Regions from separate parts of the Mus musculus genome. Here all the other regions are linked to region 2. The links are chromatin contacts, called in public Hi-C and promoter capture Hi-C maps. All regions are on one chromosome and are shown on one strand. The core of a region is the stretch at or near the end of the contact, and the rest is flanking DNA. Distances in the headings are between cores, read along the strand shown. Region 1 overlaps Frem2 (Fras1 related extracellular matrix protein 2). Region 2 holds the start of Ufm1 (ubiquitin-fold modifier 1). Region 3 overlaps Trpc4 (transient receptor potential cation channel, subfamily C, member 4). Region 4 holds the start of Stoml3 (stomatin (Epb7.2)-like 3). Region 5 overlaps Frem2 (Fras1 related extracellular matrix protein 2).

Evidence for each region. Promoter capture Hi-C pulls out the DNA fragments that hold promoters and counts their contacts. Hi-C and Micro-C count contacts between places; a contact is called where the count stands out from the background.
Region 1: a contact with region 2 is called in a Hi-C map of cortical neurons, with 2.0 times the contacts expected there. The contact joins the enhancer-like site here to the promoter of Ufm1 in region 2. A contact is called at or near these places in 2 of 39 promoter capture datasets (hippocampal neurons and pre-B cells), 11 of 484 Hi-C or Micro-C datasets (the HL-1 cell line, Sertoli cells, cardiomyocytes and 8 more), 2 of 115 datasets of contacts at active chromatin or transcription factors (embryonic forebrain and embryonic stem cells) and 2 of 9 other capture datasets (adipose tissue and liver).
Region 3: a contact with region 2 is called in a Hi-C map of uterus, with 5 times the contacts expected there. The contact joins the enhancer-like site here to the promoter of Ufm1 in region 2. A contact is called at or near these places in 2 of 39 promoter capture datasets (frontonasal cranial neural crest and liver), 2 of 484 Hi-C or Micro-C datasets (adipose-derived mesenchymal stem cells and uterus) and 2 of 115 datasets of contacts at active chromatin or transcription factors (cardiomyocytes and large pre-B cells).
Region 4: a contact with region 2 is called in a promoter capture Hi-C map of embryonic stem cells, with 3 times the contacts expected there. The contact joins the promoter of Stoml3 here to the promoter of Ufm1 in region 2. A contact is called at or near these places in 3 of 39 promoter capture datasets (cranial neural crest, embryonic stem cells and liver) and 2 of 9 other capture datasets (liver and pancreatic islet).
Region 5: a Hi-C map of cerebral cortex shows a contact between it and region 2, with 2.4 times the contacts expected there. The contact joins the enhancer-like site here to the promoter of Ufm1 in region 2. A contact is called at or near these places in 2 of 39 promoter capture datasets (embryonic stem cells and stem cell-derived epiblast-like cells), 10 of 484 Hi-C or Micro-C datasets (the G1E-ER4 cell line, cerebellar granule neurons, cerebellum and 5 more), 3 of 115 datasets of contacts at active chromatin or transcription factors (astrocytes, embryonic stem cells and neural progenitor cells) and 1 of 9 other capture datasets (pancreatic islet).

Annotation. Positions count from the first base shown.
Region 1 is chr3:53,589,051-53,591,750 of GRCm38.p6, forward strand. It overlaps Frem2 (Fras1 related extracellular matrix protein 2), which reads right to left. Exons shown (of 24, transcript NM_172862.3): 3 at 665-811. Among named protein-coding and RNA genes, the nearest start is that of Frem2, 67 kb to the right of the region's middle. Within about 2 kb of position 1,366, at least 39 of the 459 cell types and tissues checked have an H3K27ac peak or open chromatin away from gene starts, as enhancers often do. A contact at or near this core is called in cortical neurons and embryonic stem cells, where this site is marked.
Region 2 is chr3:53,862,417-53,865,116 of GRCm38.p6, forward strand. It overlaps Ufm1 (ubiquitin-fold modifier 1), which reads right to left and starts at 1,391. Exons shown (of 6, transcript NM_026435.5): 1 at 1,333-1,391; 2 at 1,198-1,254. The coding sequence starts at 1,334.
Region 3 is chr3:54,245,243-54,247,942 of GRCm38.p6, forward strand. All of the region lies in intron 3 of Trpc4 (transient receptor potential cation channel, subfamily C, member 4), which reads left to right. Among named protein-coding and RNA genes, the nearest start is that of Trpc4, 91 kb to the left of the region's middle. Within about 2 kb of position 1,264, at least 25 of the 459 cell types and tissues checked have an H3K27ac peak or open chromatin away from gene starts, as enhancers often do. A contact at or near this core is called in adipose-derived mesenchymal stem cells and uterus, where this site is marked.
Region 4 is chr3:53,487,326-53,490,025 of GRCm38.p6, forward strand. It overlaps Stoml3 (stomatin (Epb7.2)-like 3), which reads left to right and starts at 1,382. Exons shown (of 7, transcript NM_153156.2): 1 at 1,382-1,507. The coding sequence starts at 1,468.
Region 5 is chr3:53,524,467-53,527,166 of GRCm38.p6, forward strand. Frem2 (Fras1 related extracellular matrix protein 2) reads right to left here. Exons shown (of 24, transcript NM_172862.3): 17 at 1,293-1,485. Among named protein-coding and RNA genes, the nearest start is that of Stoml3, 37 kb to the left of the region's middle. Within about 2 kb of position 1,360, at least 14 of the 459 cell types and tissues checked have an H3K27ac peak or open chromatin away from gene starts, as enhancers often do. A contact at or near this core is called in cerebral cortex and cortical neurons, where this site is marked.

The DNA.
Region 1 (2,700 bases), core at 116-2,615, 270 kb before region 2:
TGACATCTCTGTGTCATCAAGGGCTTCAGAACTCTACACCAACTATATTTCTGCTTCATATCTTTCCATATTTTATGGTTATAGGAAATGAAATGTGGACATGAATCAAAGTTGAAGATAATTATTTGCCGTTGACTCTTGGTTTTATTGCATAAGACAGAAGTAACCAACTAGGATTTAACATTTAATATTTTAACAAAGAAAACCCACAGAATAGACCTTTCATGTGATGTAGCAGTCAGGAAGGAATTTACAGTGAACCACAGAGCCTTCAAACTCAGTGCACAGTGTCTGATACCTAACAACTCACTGAATACATTTTGCTTATTTATTAAAGTAGCTGTCATGAGTATTTTACACCACTGTTTCAGATGACTTGTCCCCTGGGGATAAATTAGATGCACATCAGCTTATTCTAACCCAGTGACATTTGATTTTATTTCGAATTCACTGGTGATTACTTCCAATTTTGCGAATTTATTTTTTACTGGCGAAAGGTCACACTCATGCACCTTGACACAAATCTGTTGACATGATCTCTTCGTAGCCAAAAATCAGATATCAACATCTCACTAAGATTTTAAATTCATCAAGCTAAATTCGTGCTATGGTTTAATCACTAGAGAAAAATTATAAACACAGGTGAAGTGCTAATTAAACTTACTTATAAATGAAGTTTCTCCCAAGTATCCTCTGCGTGTAAGAACAATATCTAGAAATTTGGAGTCTTCGTTGATCAAGTAATACTCTTTTTCAAAGGAGATCCACGCCCAATTCAGTCGAAAATGCTGGTTGGTTAACCTGTTTCCACCTGGAAAACAAAGAGTGTGAAACCTGCCATTACTGCTTTCCTGAATGAATGGCCTTTAAAAAGTCACAAACTATGCGACTTTGGAAAGAATACTGCTGGATTTAATATGCAACTCCAGGGCACGTGCATGGAGATGGAGCTAACCTCTCAATTGACTGGTAAACATTCCTGGATGATACAATCTTTGAGAAATCCCTCCCTCTTTCAGGATTGGGGGTAGAGTTGGAAAACAGAAAGAAGCATGCAGTAGTCTGAAGCAAAAAAAAAAAAAAAATCATGAAACAAAGAGATGGGGTAGATGTGGGAAGAGTAGGGGGATGAATAAGATCAAAATACCTTGTGTTTATGTATTCTCTCGGTTGATAAAATTATTTATTTAAAAACCACTCACCACAAGGTGCCGCTGGAGAGCAGACTTCTCTATTCAGAGGCCAGCAATGTTCTTAAAAACCACACACAAAAACCTTCACAAATACCTCTTTCTGGTTCACAGAGCAATTGGGTGGAAGGCTTTAATTATAACCACTTAAAGAAAAACAAATATTCTTTCTCCACTCCCCTTCCCACTAGACTCCACTCCAGTCCTGAGAGCAAACAGACAGCCCCTTTCATTGGCTCTCCTCCCACCTTCCCACCAAAATGGAGCTGGCTGCCTCTAGGGAGAAAATGAACCTGGTGCTGGTCTCTATAATGTGAGAGCTATTCTGTTGGGAAAATGAAAGGAGTGTTATCAGCTGACCACTCCACACCTATCCCTCAACTTCCTTTGATCTATGAGGTCCATAAACAAAGGCATCACTAATTCCTTTTAAGTCTCTCTGGAAAAGAGAAAGGGGGTGGGGGTGGGGGAGCCTCAATCACAAACACAGCTACAGGCATAGTTCGAATTCTAGCTTCCTCTCTTTTGAGTTGACACAAAGAAAGCTACAGTAGAGAAATACGAGAGAGGGAGAAATGTCAAGACTCCTGTTGACCGAATGAAAATCTACACAGGGAGAAGCAATCGGGGAAGAGGCACAGGGTCTGTTTCCTCTGAAATATTTAGAAGTAAAAACTACAGACAATTTATGCTGTCGGAGGCTCGCTGAGAATCAAAGGCAACAGATCATGCGGCTGAAGCTGTGAAGGGATTGCTTCCTCATCGTTTGACATTTAACTCACCTCAGCCTCTTCAAAAGTTCCTACAAGACGCACGCAGGAAGCAAAAGGACGCTCTGTTACCTGACCCTGTGAGCCTTCCATGGGAGTTTTGCTCCCAAAGAAGTCAAAATAGATTTGAAAGGAAGCATCGACTATAATAGTTCCCATCATTGCCCCAGACGCAAAACACTCAAGGAGTACTCTATTGTACTACGTCAAAGCACTATCAAACCTTTCAGCCACTACACAGTAGCTACAGGGCTGAGGCTGGAACTACTCGCAGCACTTGCCTGGTGTGTGCAATGGATGTCTGGGTGAATCCCCAGTACTGCTGAGTGGCTGCACCCCACAAAAGTCAATAAACAGGAAACTCTTGACATTGTGATGCAGAAGCAGCAACATGTGCTGTGGACACTGCTATGTCGAAAGAACTGCACACACAAGGTGATTTCATGCTTCAAGGTGATGAGGCTATGGACACTTCTGTCTTTCAGTTCATTTCCAGTTTGTTATTTGTTCGTTTGTTAGTTTGGCTTTTGAGGTGGAGTCTTACTATATAGTGCAAAGCAGCAGATTTTGAACTTGCAATACTCTTACCTCAGTCTCAGGAACACGGGGAAACACCCACCCCCATTCATCTTTTTAGTATTTATTTTAGTACTTTATGTGTATAGGTGTTTTGTACATAAGTATGCATATATCTATGGAACTGGAGTTATAGGAGCTTGTGAGTCACCATGTGGGCGTTA
Region 2 (2,700 bases), core at 141-2,640:
AGTGAGAGGCGTCCCCTCTGATTTCTTTTGAATGGTGGGAAAAGGAGCTGTGGAAATTTTGAAATAAGACAAAAATACTTTCTGTGGATAGGAAAATGAGAAAATTTAGGGGAGCACAGTCGAGTGCCAGTTATGAGGGTTTCACATAAAACTCATCAGCACTATTGTAATTTCTTCAGGAACAGAGTTAAGTGCAGAGAACATAAATTTGGTTTTTCACCAAGCAAAATATTCCAAGCTATCAGAGAGGTGGCTATCAGATTCCTGGGAGTTAGCAAAGAAACGATCTTTAAAAAAAAAAAACAAAAAACAACAAAAAAAACCTAGACTACAGACTTTCGTCTGCACACGAAATGAGTGGGTATGGCACTAGGGAGGCAAAAGTGACAGAAAACTTTTAACTTTTATTGTTGAAGGCACACTGCGGTACATCATCCAGAGGAAGAGAATACAGCCATCTGAAGACAACCGTTTAGAATGAGCCCTTACGGGAGAGACGAGGGATACGTAGACCATTTTAGACATGGAAAGATAAGGGAACCACAGGCCACGAGGCTGAATGGATCACGGGTGGGAAACTTCAGAAAACGATGACAGCTGCTCTCAGCTCAGTTAGCTGGGCCTTGGTGCCACCAAACCCGTCATGAATGAAATCTATGGAAACCCTGGTCTGTCGCAGGTTAGCATAGGTCTTCCAGCTGCAGGAACTCAAAAGGGGTCAACTTAAAAATCATACTAAGATGGAGCTGGGTAACCTGTGTTAGCCATCAACTGAACTGCTGAAGCACAAGGAAGGGCCCAACAAGGACACAAGGTCCTACACCCCCATTTCCCAATCCCGCTAAGCACTTTTTATAAAGATCCAAGTGTGTGTGACTGGGAGTTCAGCACCTAGGCACCCAGTCGTTGTGTTTATACACAACAAAGCAAAAAAACTGAAGTTAAGAGTGTTCGGGTCGGACCTGTCAAAAGTCCAGACTTGGGAAGTCCTCCCTAACTTCCGGTAACAGCTGGTCCAGGTAAAGACCTTTAAATCAAGTAAACGGGTTCCATCCTCGTCCAACCTTCTTCCCGTTGCACCTGCCCACCCAGAGCGTTGCGAGGGGCCACTGGCTTTCAGCAGAAATGCCGCACCCTTCCTCCTGTCCCCCTCTGTCCCGCCAGGCCCGGCCAGCTCCAGCCCTGCCTGTCACTCACACTTTGTACGGCAGCCGCGGGTCCGACGTCAACGTGATTTTAAAGGACACCTTCGACCTGCCGGAGAGAACGAGAAGGCGTTACGGTCGGGACCGGCCACGGGGTTAAGGCCGGGACACAGGGACGGATACTTACATGGTGGAACCGCCTGACACACACCGCGCCCAGCCGCCCGCCGCGCTTCCTTGATGGCCGGCAGCGGGGGCCTTCGCGGCCCACGTCGCCCTCCAGCGCGGCTATCCACACAGCGCCTGAAAATTGTGTCGGAGCTCACAGGCTACAGAAGGCCGATAGCCCACAGTTAGACATTTCATTCTGAGTGTGTCTGTATCAAGTTGAAGTGTAAATGGTAGAGAGAGGATATGTTTCTACTTTTGGTAGTTCACTGACACATTTTTAGTCAGGCAATATAAGGGATGTCAAACAGAGCGGCCGCTAGGTCCCCACTGGCTGGTTACGGCGGAAGTAGGGACTGAGTCGAAGCCGGACGTGGCGGCGGAACTGGGGCCGGGACTCAAGGTCCGGGCGGATGAGGAAGCGTTGCGGAGTTGCTAAGCAACCTAGCAGCCGGCACAGATAGATACTAGAGAAGCTGGACTCAGTTGCTTTAACTAACAACGTTCTTTGATCTTTCTAGCATTTCTGATAATACGATTTCCATCCGTATTAACCTTATAGTTTTCTTCACATACTTCACACTTCACTACAGACTTTTTAATAATTTCAAAAGAAAGTTATCACGATAGAATTATGCTGAGATTCCTGTTAGGGCCCAGAAGAAAAAATTGTATCCTAGCACTAGCAGGTTTTGGAGGGAAAAAAAAATCATTACTATATCCCGTTGTTCTTGATGTGTCCAAATAGACTTTAACTCTAATGCAAGGTTGCCAATCAGGTACATTTGTTCAGCTGACCAATGAACCTTGTGTACAGCAGGCACTAAACTAAAGGCTGAGCTCACTGTGTACACCAGACATAACCAAAGGCTGTGATCCCAAGCAATCAGGCATAAGTCCTTTAGCATCTGTCAGTCGGTTGGATTTCTATCGTGAGAGGGGAAAGCTGTCTTTCATCTTTATCACAATGTAAACGCCAAGATAAGCATTCCATCTCACAATAACTATACCTTTAAAAAATATATACTGCAGTAAGTTGATGAAGCCAGAAATAGGCACTGAACCAAGAGGAGACCCAGTCAAACTTTAGAATGACAGGTGGATTCTTCATGAGAAATCCTGATAGATTAGAAGCTCCCTTAAGAACATTGGAACTACATCTCATCTTTCCTGTAATGTTTTCTATAATGGTCTATAATGTTTTCTCCCAAAGGTGAGAATTCTGGTGCTGACTGTAAGTAGCACTCCAATATTCTCCTGCTGTATGCCATGTAGTGAATCCAAGAGACATATACTGACTTGTAGATATGGATATCAAGGCCTGTATCTTCTAACAGCTAAAACTACATAGTTAATGTGTATGACTAAAGTCTTGTCTCTGAAGACA
Region 3 (2,700 bases), core at 14-2,513, 380 kb after region 2:
ATGTGACTCATGCAGCTAGCTCTTGCTAAGTTGAGACTATATCTGTGTGACTCTGACCTCATCTGGGGTCAATGTCAATCCTATCTTCCTATAGCACATCAATGATGTCCCCATCAGCAGTACATTCCATAGGCAGACAACATCTGATGCTTCTAGTTTTGTGTCCATAGTAAGCCCAACCGGGCTCAATGGGCATCATTTTCCTGACTGTAAATTCCAAGACATGACAAGTTCTGTAGTAGTTTCCACCTGTAACCTCTAAGGGAAGTGTCTTAGTTGGGGTTTTACTACTGTGAACAGACACCATGACCGAGTCAACTCTCATAAGGACAGCATTCAGTTAGGTCTGGCTTACAAGTTCAGTCTATTATCATCATAGCAGGAAAGTAGTGTCCTGGAAGGCATGGAGCAAGAGTTGCTGAGAGTTCTACATCTTCATCTGAAGGCTGCTAGCAGAATACTGGCTTCCAGGCAGCTAGGATGAAGGTCTTAAAAGCCCACACCCACAGTGACAAACCTACTTCAACAAGGCCACACCTGATTCAACAGGGCCATACCTTCCAATAGTGTCATCCCCTGGATTGTGCATGTAGAAACCATCACAGGAGAGACCATTTGGTGATTCTCTCGTGGATTTTCATTTGAGAACATCCCTGTGCTTGGAACACCCAGCTCAGGTATCTTCAGGGTTAGAAGCAGATTTCTTGGGTTTCTTTCTCTTTCAGGAAATGAAAGTGGATGAAGAATCTGTAAGGTGTTTGTAAATCTGAGAGCCCAGTTTTTTGAGATATTTGCTAATAAGGCCACATCTTGTGGCTTCCCTCCTGACTCAGGAATGAATTCATCATGAGATGCCCCTTCCAGGCTACAAAAACCCATTTGGCAGAACCTCTCTTAGACTCAACCAATGACACAACACGCTGGAGGCAGAACAGAACAGACAGCCTTTCTTCCCTATAGCTAGCAGCTAGCTCATCTTAACAAAATGGAAAGCAGACTGAATCCCTGCCCACCAACTGAGACAGAACCACTGGCTAACAACAGAAACTGTTGACTGAGTGTTTATTGGGTGAATGACAATGTAAATGCGTGTGGTCTGGCTTTATTTCTTAGGGTAAGCTGTCTCTAAAGAGCATCCTAACACAGAAGGCTGTCACCAGACACTCAGTTCTTAAGTTTTACAGATCCCACATCTCTTATTCTCCTAGCTCAACCAAGGAGTTAGGTTCCTGCAGTATGCAGCACTGGGGGTGGAGGAAAAGATACCAGGGCTATTAAAAGAAAGTGCCTACTCTGTCCTTCCTTGGAAGGAAGGAAGAGCAGCCAGGGAAATGGGCACACTTACTATCTTTTGGAATGAGCTGTTCATCAACACCGAACTTCCTCTCTGTGTTCAGAACTAAGCTGCCTACACACAGACTCATTTTGAAATTCCACAAGACAGTCATCATCCTCTGGATTGTGAAACCCTTGCACTGTGCTGTAAAATGAAGGAGCTACTCGTTCCTAGGATGGTTGTGTACTTGATGTACAGTCTGTCCACCCTGAGGAGTGCTCTAAGTTCATAAAATACACACATTATTTCAAAATCTCAGAACAAAAAGGAGAAGAGAGAGAAGGGGAGAAGGTCAAATATTTATACCCTAAAATAAATAAACAAATAAAATCTACCATTTAATTCCACTAGTCTTGTTCTCCTTTGAGATATTGGTGTTTAAGTCAAGTGCTGACAGTCTCACTGGGAGGCAGAGGCTGGAGAGTTGTGAGTTCAAAGCCATCTTGTGCTATATTGTGAGCCTTGTCTCAAACAGAGTAAATTTATTAATGAATTAATTAACTGTCTAAAACAAGAATAATGTCAATGGCCCAAAATATGTTTCTTGAAGCGTCAAGGTTCTGTGCTGAGGCAATCAAATATAAGTATTTTATTAGGAAAAGTAATAAAGCTAACATTTTGAGGCTCAGTACATGGAAAGAAAGGCAGGAAGTTACTCTGTAATTCTCTCAAATCATGTGACTCTTTAAGTGTGCTTTTTCACATTTTACAGAGATACTCACACCTTGAACCAGGCACAGAACTTGAAGAGTTCTACATCTTCATCTGAAGGATGCTAGCAGAATACTGGCTTCCAGGCAGCTAAGAGGAGGGTCTTAAAGCCCACACCCACAGTGACACACCTATTCTAACAAGACCGACCATACCTACTCCAACAGGGCCACACCTTTTAATAGTGTCACTCCCTGGGCTGAACATATACAAACCATCACAGTACCAAAAGCTAATCACCTCTTAGCTGATGGGTGTTTCAAATCCTCAAGTAAAAAATGAATCTGTCTTAACACTCAGCCTTTTGAGGTCAATCCTGCCCTACCTTGCTCTGAACCACCTCAACTATGATTCCTTCCCCCATCTGTGTCTGGTACTTTGTTCCCTTATACCACCCTACACTGGAAACATTTCTCCAGGTACAGGAGGACATATCTTCTTTGAGACGATTAGCGTGTGTAGACATGGTGGGAGCTTGCTGTGGTAAAAATATAGTGAGACTACTACCTCAGCGATGTGAAGCCACAAAGAATGTGTTTGCTGTGTGCTATGTGAACGACCCTCCTTCAACCTGCCGAGGCAGTGTGCTTGAATTGTTGTTTACCTGAATAAAAGAAAAAGAAGAGTTCTTTTGCCTCTTGCAGGACTGCTGT
Region 4 (2,700 bases), core at 132-2,631, 380 kb before region 2:
AGGGTTAATTTCAGCATACAGCTCACAGGTCACAGGAAGTCAGGGCAGAACTGAGGGTAGGAACTGAGATAAGGTGCGCAGAGGAGCACTGCTTTCTGGCTTGCTTTCAGAGGCTTGCTCAGCCTTCTCTCAAATACAACCAGGCCCGCCTGCCTGCCCTGGAGTAGCACCCACCACAGTGGGCTAGACCCCCGCCCTCTGCCCTCCACAGGGCAATGTGACAGGCATTTTTCTCTTTCTGGTGTTCCCTGTTCCCAGATGACCCTAGCTGTGTCTGATAGGCAAAAATAAATAAACAAGTAAATAGATAAATAAATACGGACTGAGCAGCACAGCCAGGAAGCTGAAGCTCTGCGTCTCACAAAGAGCCTGTCTGTCATCATCCCGTTACTTACTTATTCACTGGACAGACACCAGGTAGCCATCAACTCTGGCCTGTGGTGCTCCAGAGCCTCCTGGTGTGGTAGAGTATAGTCCACCACCCAGCATGCCGTTTCTTTAAAGGAGCATATGATATTGAAAGTTCTACAGTTCATGTAAGCTCTGTCCCAGCCACTCACAGCCACTGTAGTGGGATGGTACAAAAGTTTGGAAAGATGATACAGGAAGGAATGGGCATGGCTGTGCACAGCAGCCGTTTAGTTAAAGCAAAGAGACAGGAGGCTAAACCTGGCTGGTCTAGGAGAAAAGGCAGACAAGAGTCTAGCATTGTGTTTACACTTATCTGTGCAAAGGTCCTGAGGTGAGAGGTTGCACAAAGCTTTGAAGGTAGAAATCAGTGCCTCGTGCCTGAAATCTTAACACTGAGGGCAGGAGTCCAGGAGGTACTGAGGCAGGAGCATTCCTGGGAGTCTAAAGCCAGCTTTAGAATGAGATGCTGTCTGAAGACAAGCAACTAAAAGCTTAGAGGAATTGATACATGGTGGGAGGGGAGGGTCAGATAAGGGAAGGACTGACCCCCGTACTTTCAAACTTTGCGTGGGACACCTATGACATTAGTCTCGACTGTCAATTAGTAGTTGAGTTACCTTAGGGTATGACAAGATTAGAATGGCATTTGAAAGTTTTCTTACTGCGACGTGTTGGATGCATTAGGTTGCATTATTGTAGTATAACACCTGAGGACATATATATCAGATAATGAGTTACACAGGGGGGTAGCAGTGTTGTTTAGAAAGTAACTGATACAGGAACCATATAGCATATAGGAAGCAGCCCCTGGCAGAAGGCTCTCTTCTTTTGCCTTTTTCCCTTTGAACAAAGACAGTGTGATGTCAGGGAAGGTGCTTTGTTTACGTTTCTAGGCTTCTTGCACCAGGGTTACTACTCCTCAGGGTGTACGCCAAGGAGAGGGAACCTCTCTTGCTTTGCCTTCCTCTCCACACACCACTGAGCTGATGCCTGCTGCCAGGCTCGAATCCCGACCCAGGAGCACCTGCAAGATTTGAAAGGCACCTCAAGAATGAGATGGATTCACCGGAGAAACTGGAGAAGAACAATTTAGTGGGTAGGTTCCTTCCTCCTCTCTGAATGCTACCTAGCCACACATTAATCAGAGAAGGACTGGTGCACTAGAGAGCTGGGACATCATCACTGTGTACCCAGTGAAACAAACGCACTTGAACTGGGTATGCCTGTAATACAGTACTCTGAAGGCTGAGTCTGGAGAATTGCTATGAGTACAAGGCTGGCCTGGGCTATGTCACAAGACCCTGTCACAGAGAGAGAGGTTGAGAGAGGGAGAAGGGAGGCTTCAATTCTATTGTTTCACATTCGATATTTCCACTGGTTATATTTGATTTTTGAATGGCGGTCTGTAACTTGTCCCCAGAATTCCAGTTGTGACCAAAGAGGCATGTGTTTATCTTTGCACTTCTGGCCTCACCTTACATAGCCCAGATATGATGGAGGCTGACTTCCCTCCTCTTCAAGTGCGACACTATGATTTAGAGAAAAGTCTGCTTAAGCTACATAATTTCAGATAAATGGAGAGAAGTTGAAAAAAGTAAGACTTAGTCCGTAAGTACCAAGTACTATGCTTAGTTTTAATGACTCAGATGAGTTGGAAATTATACGGTTTTTGTTACCATCTCAGACCTGATAATTATGAGGGAAGTCCCCGCTATCAGTTTACAAGGGTAAAAGCTGGGTCTTGGGGAGCTTAGGGACTTGGGGCCGTGGGTGTGTTTGCTGAGTGTGTTCGTGCATGGGATTTAATCTGTGCTCTGTAACCTTCTGTTGCCAAAACCCTATTTCAAGTTGGAAGCTGAGAAAGAACCTGGTATTGCTAATTCAGAAAAGAAAATAGAAGTTTACCCAAATTGGGAAACAGTCTTTTCTCCGCAAGTAGGCATGTCAGTACTGAGAGGCTGCAAGCATTAGGCATCATTTGAAAACTCCTTGTAGCTCAGGCTACCACTGAGCTTCCTGCCTCCGCCTCCTAAGTGCCGGGATTGCAGGCACGCAAGCACTATGCTCTTCGCTTTCTTTTAGTATTTTTTTAAGAGTCAAGTTCACAGCATTGTTAATGAAAAATTCAACTCTCATCTCAAAAGGAGTAAGAGATGGTTTATTGCTAGGTCTGGCATGGCCTTGGTAGGGACAGAATGACACGGTTCCTGCCACTGGGACAGGGTCAGCAGACATGGGACTCCACCAGTGTCCATGGTGGCTGTGGGCATAAGGCTTTTTTTAAATAAT
Region 5 (2,700 bases), core at 110-2,609, 340 kb before region 2:
GAAGAGAAATGAAAATATTCATTTTTTTCTGTGTATCTTCTAAGATACAATGTGGAGTTAAATCCCTTGAGGCAGTCTGCATCGACCGTCCAGGATGGTCACTGTGTTTTCCTCATTGCTCGAAGGGAATTTTAATCTGTCCTATATGATGGAATTATACTTCAGGTATGCTATCAATTGGTCCTGTCTTCCTGGCTGTCAATGTGTCAAGTTGCTGTGATATAGATGTTCAGAGACTCAGCAGAGGAATGTGAGCCCGAGAGGAAAAAGCATGAATTCTTTTTGTGGGTCATCTAGACACGTGTGCACTTTGCTTGCAAAAACTTTATCACCACCACCACCATCATCATCTGAGAGTCAGTCTTACTACACAGCCCAGGCTGTCCTCAGACCCACAGCGACCCTCCTGCGTCATCCTCTTAAGTGCTGGGATTACAGATGCGAGCTACATGCCTAGATAGCTTCTGTACTTCCCGATTCCCACCTGGGTACCAACAGCTCTGCAGATGCTGAAGGGCTTAGAGTCAGGAGCTCTCTGTGCCAGTGTTCTATGGCATTTGTCTATGATATCACGGAATGATGGCGTTTTAACCAGAAAGCGACTGAAGCTTGGACTGTCCTTCAGAAGAAATTCAAACCTCAAGTTTAAGCAGTGTGCTTGAGGTTACGCGGATCACAACGAATCAGTTGTAGAGTCAGAACTGGCACCCAGGACAGGGTTTATCATTGGACTTTAAAGTGATCCTCTCATTTCAGAAGCAAAATGTGCAACTTTCCCCCGGATTTTATTCCCAACTTTCACAACTGGAATTCCTCTATTTAGTACAAACCAGAAAGCTCTATGGATTGGCCTATGTAAAATATAAACAATTAGTCACATGCAATAGACTGTATGCCTGAAACAAAGATGTTAAATTTCACAGTCAAACATCATGCAAAGTTTGAAGCATTGATATGATCTTTCCTTGACAAAGGGTCCCCCCCCCCCACTTCGGTTTTTCGAGACAGGGTTTCTCTGTGTAGCCCTGGCTGTCCTGGAACTCACGTTGTAGACCAGGCTGGCCTTGAACTCAGAAATCATCCTGCCTCTGCCTCCCGAGTGTTGGGATTAAAGGCGTGCGCCACCACGCCGGGCTTGACAAAGGTTTTAAAACGTCACGTTATTAGAGAATATAAAAATAACGATATCGAAAGGTGCCCCCCCCTAATTTTTACCTGAAATAAAAACAAAATTATCATTCTGAGTAATTACCACAGGTAGGAAAGATGCTTTGGGAGCCACAGCCACCCACCTTGCAGCTCAGCTTCCGGGGGGCTGCCGATCCCATGGTTCCACAAGATGGCAGTGTCGTACACGAATGTGAGTCGGAGCTCTGACTTCAAGTCGAAATGCTGCCAGCCGCCCACGCCCACGGGGGAGTGGAACACGTAGGAAACGTACAGAGGAACTCGAAGGGTCACGTAGGACTGCACGAGGTTGAGGACCTAAAACAATTGAACCATTTGCAGCAGCGTTAACCAAATCAGCCCACTTATGCCGACGCCAGATTTTGTGCCATTAGTGCACAGAATAAACAACAGCCTTTCTCAGCACGGCAAGCATCCCTTCACTTCTCCCAGTGCGCACATGCAACAGGGACGTGCGCCAGAGTTCCTTAAAATAACACTATTTTCAGCAAAGTAAGTCCTTTTTACTTTTGAGCAGTTTTATCAAGATACAGGTCTCATACCACATAATTCACCCAGTTAAGTGAAGAATTCAAAGTTTTTTTTATATGTGCAAGGAGTCCGGCAGCCATCACGCCAGTTTGAACCGGAGGGGCAAACACAGATGCACTCCTTGAATTTGCCTCTTCTGACACTAGAAATGAATCTTGTCAGTTGCAGGTTTTGGCGCTTCACTCCCTTCTGTTATGGGATATCAACCAGACATATAGCTACATTCTACTTTATTGATCTCCATCAGAGGATGATTTGCTACCGTAAGTTTGGAACTCTTATGCAAAAATGCATCTATAAACTTATTTTTAAATCATTTAGAGGAAGCTAGGATGAACATTAAAGAAGCAAAACCAAGCATATTTAGCAATGACATGGTGCAGTTCCAATGTCTTCAAAATAATTAGATGAACTGTTTTAGAATTTCATATTTTCCTTCTTTTGGTAGTCAACAGATGAGGTAAGGGAAGTCGGGAGGATAAATTAATCCCTGTCAAGTACCTACCGAATTTCAGACAATGTATTGGTTATTAATAACAGCTTTATTATTTTATTCTCATAATTGAATCTGTGTGTATGCAAGGTGGTTTGACGGGCGAATGGATGATGGACAGAAAAGAAGCAGGAGAGGGAACTCGAAAAGGACTCAGGCGAGCTCACCAAAAGATTTGAAAATGTATTTTTATATTAAGTGCATAATATAGTGCCTGCATCTACATATGTGTACCACATGGTATATGGCTGGTGCCCACAGAAGTCGGAAGAAGGCATTCAGGTATCTTGGTACAGGAGCTACACACAGTTGTGAGCCAACTTGTGAGTGCTCTGAGTGAAGCCATATGGGAGCAGCCAGTGCTCTTAGCCACAGAGCCATCTCTCCTTCAGTGCAGCCCTCTCAGCAGAATTCTCTGAACCTCCTGAGCAGCCGGTGGAAGTCAGAACCTAGTCTCTAGCCTGTGTTTATCTCTCCCACACATTACT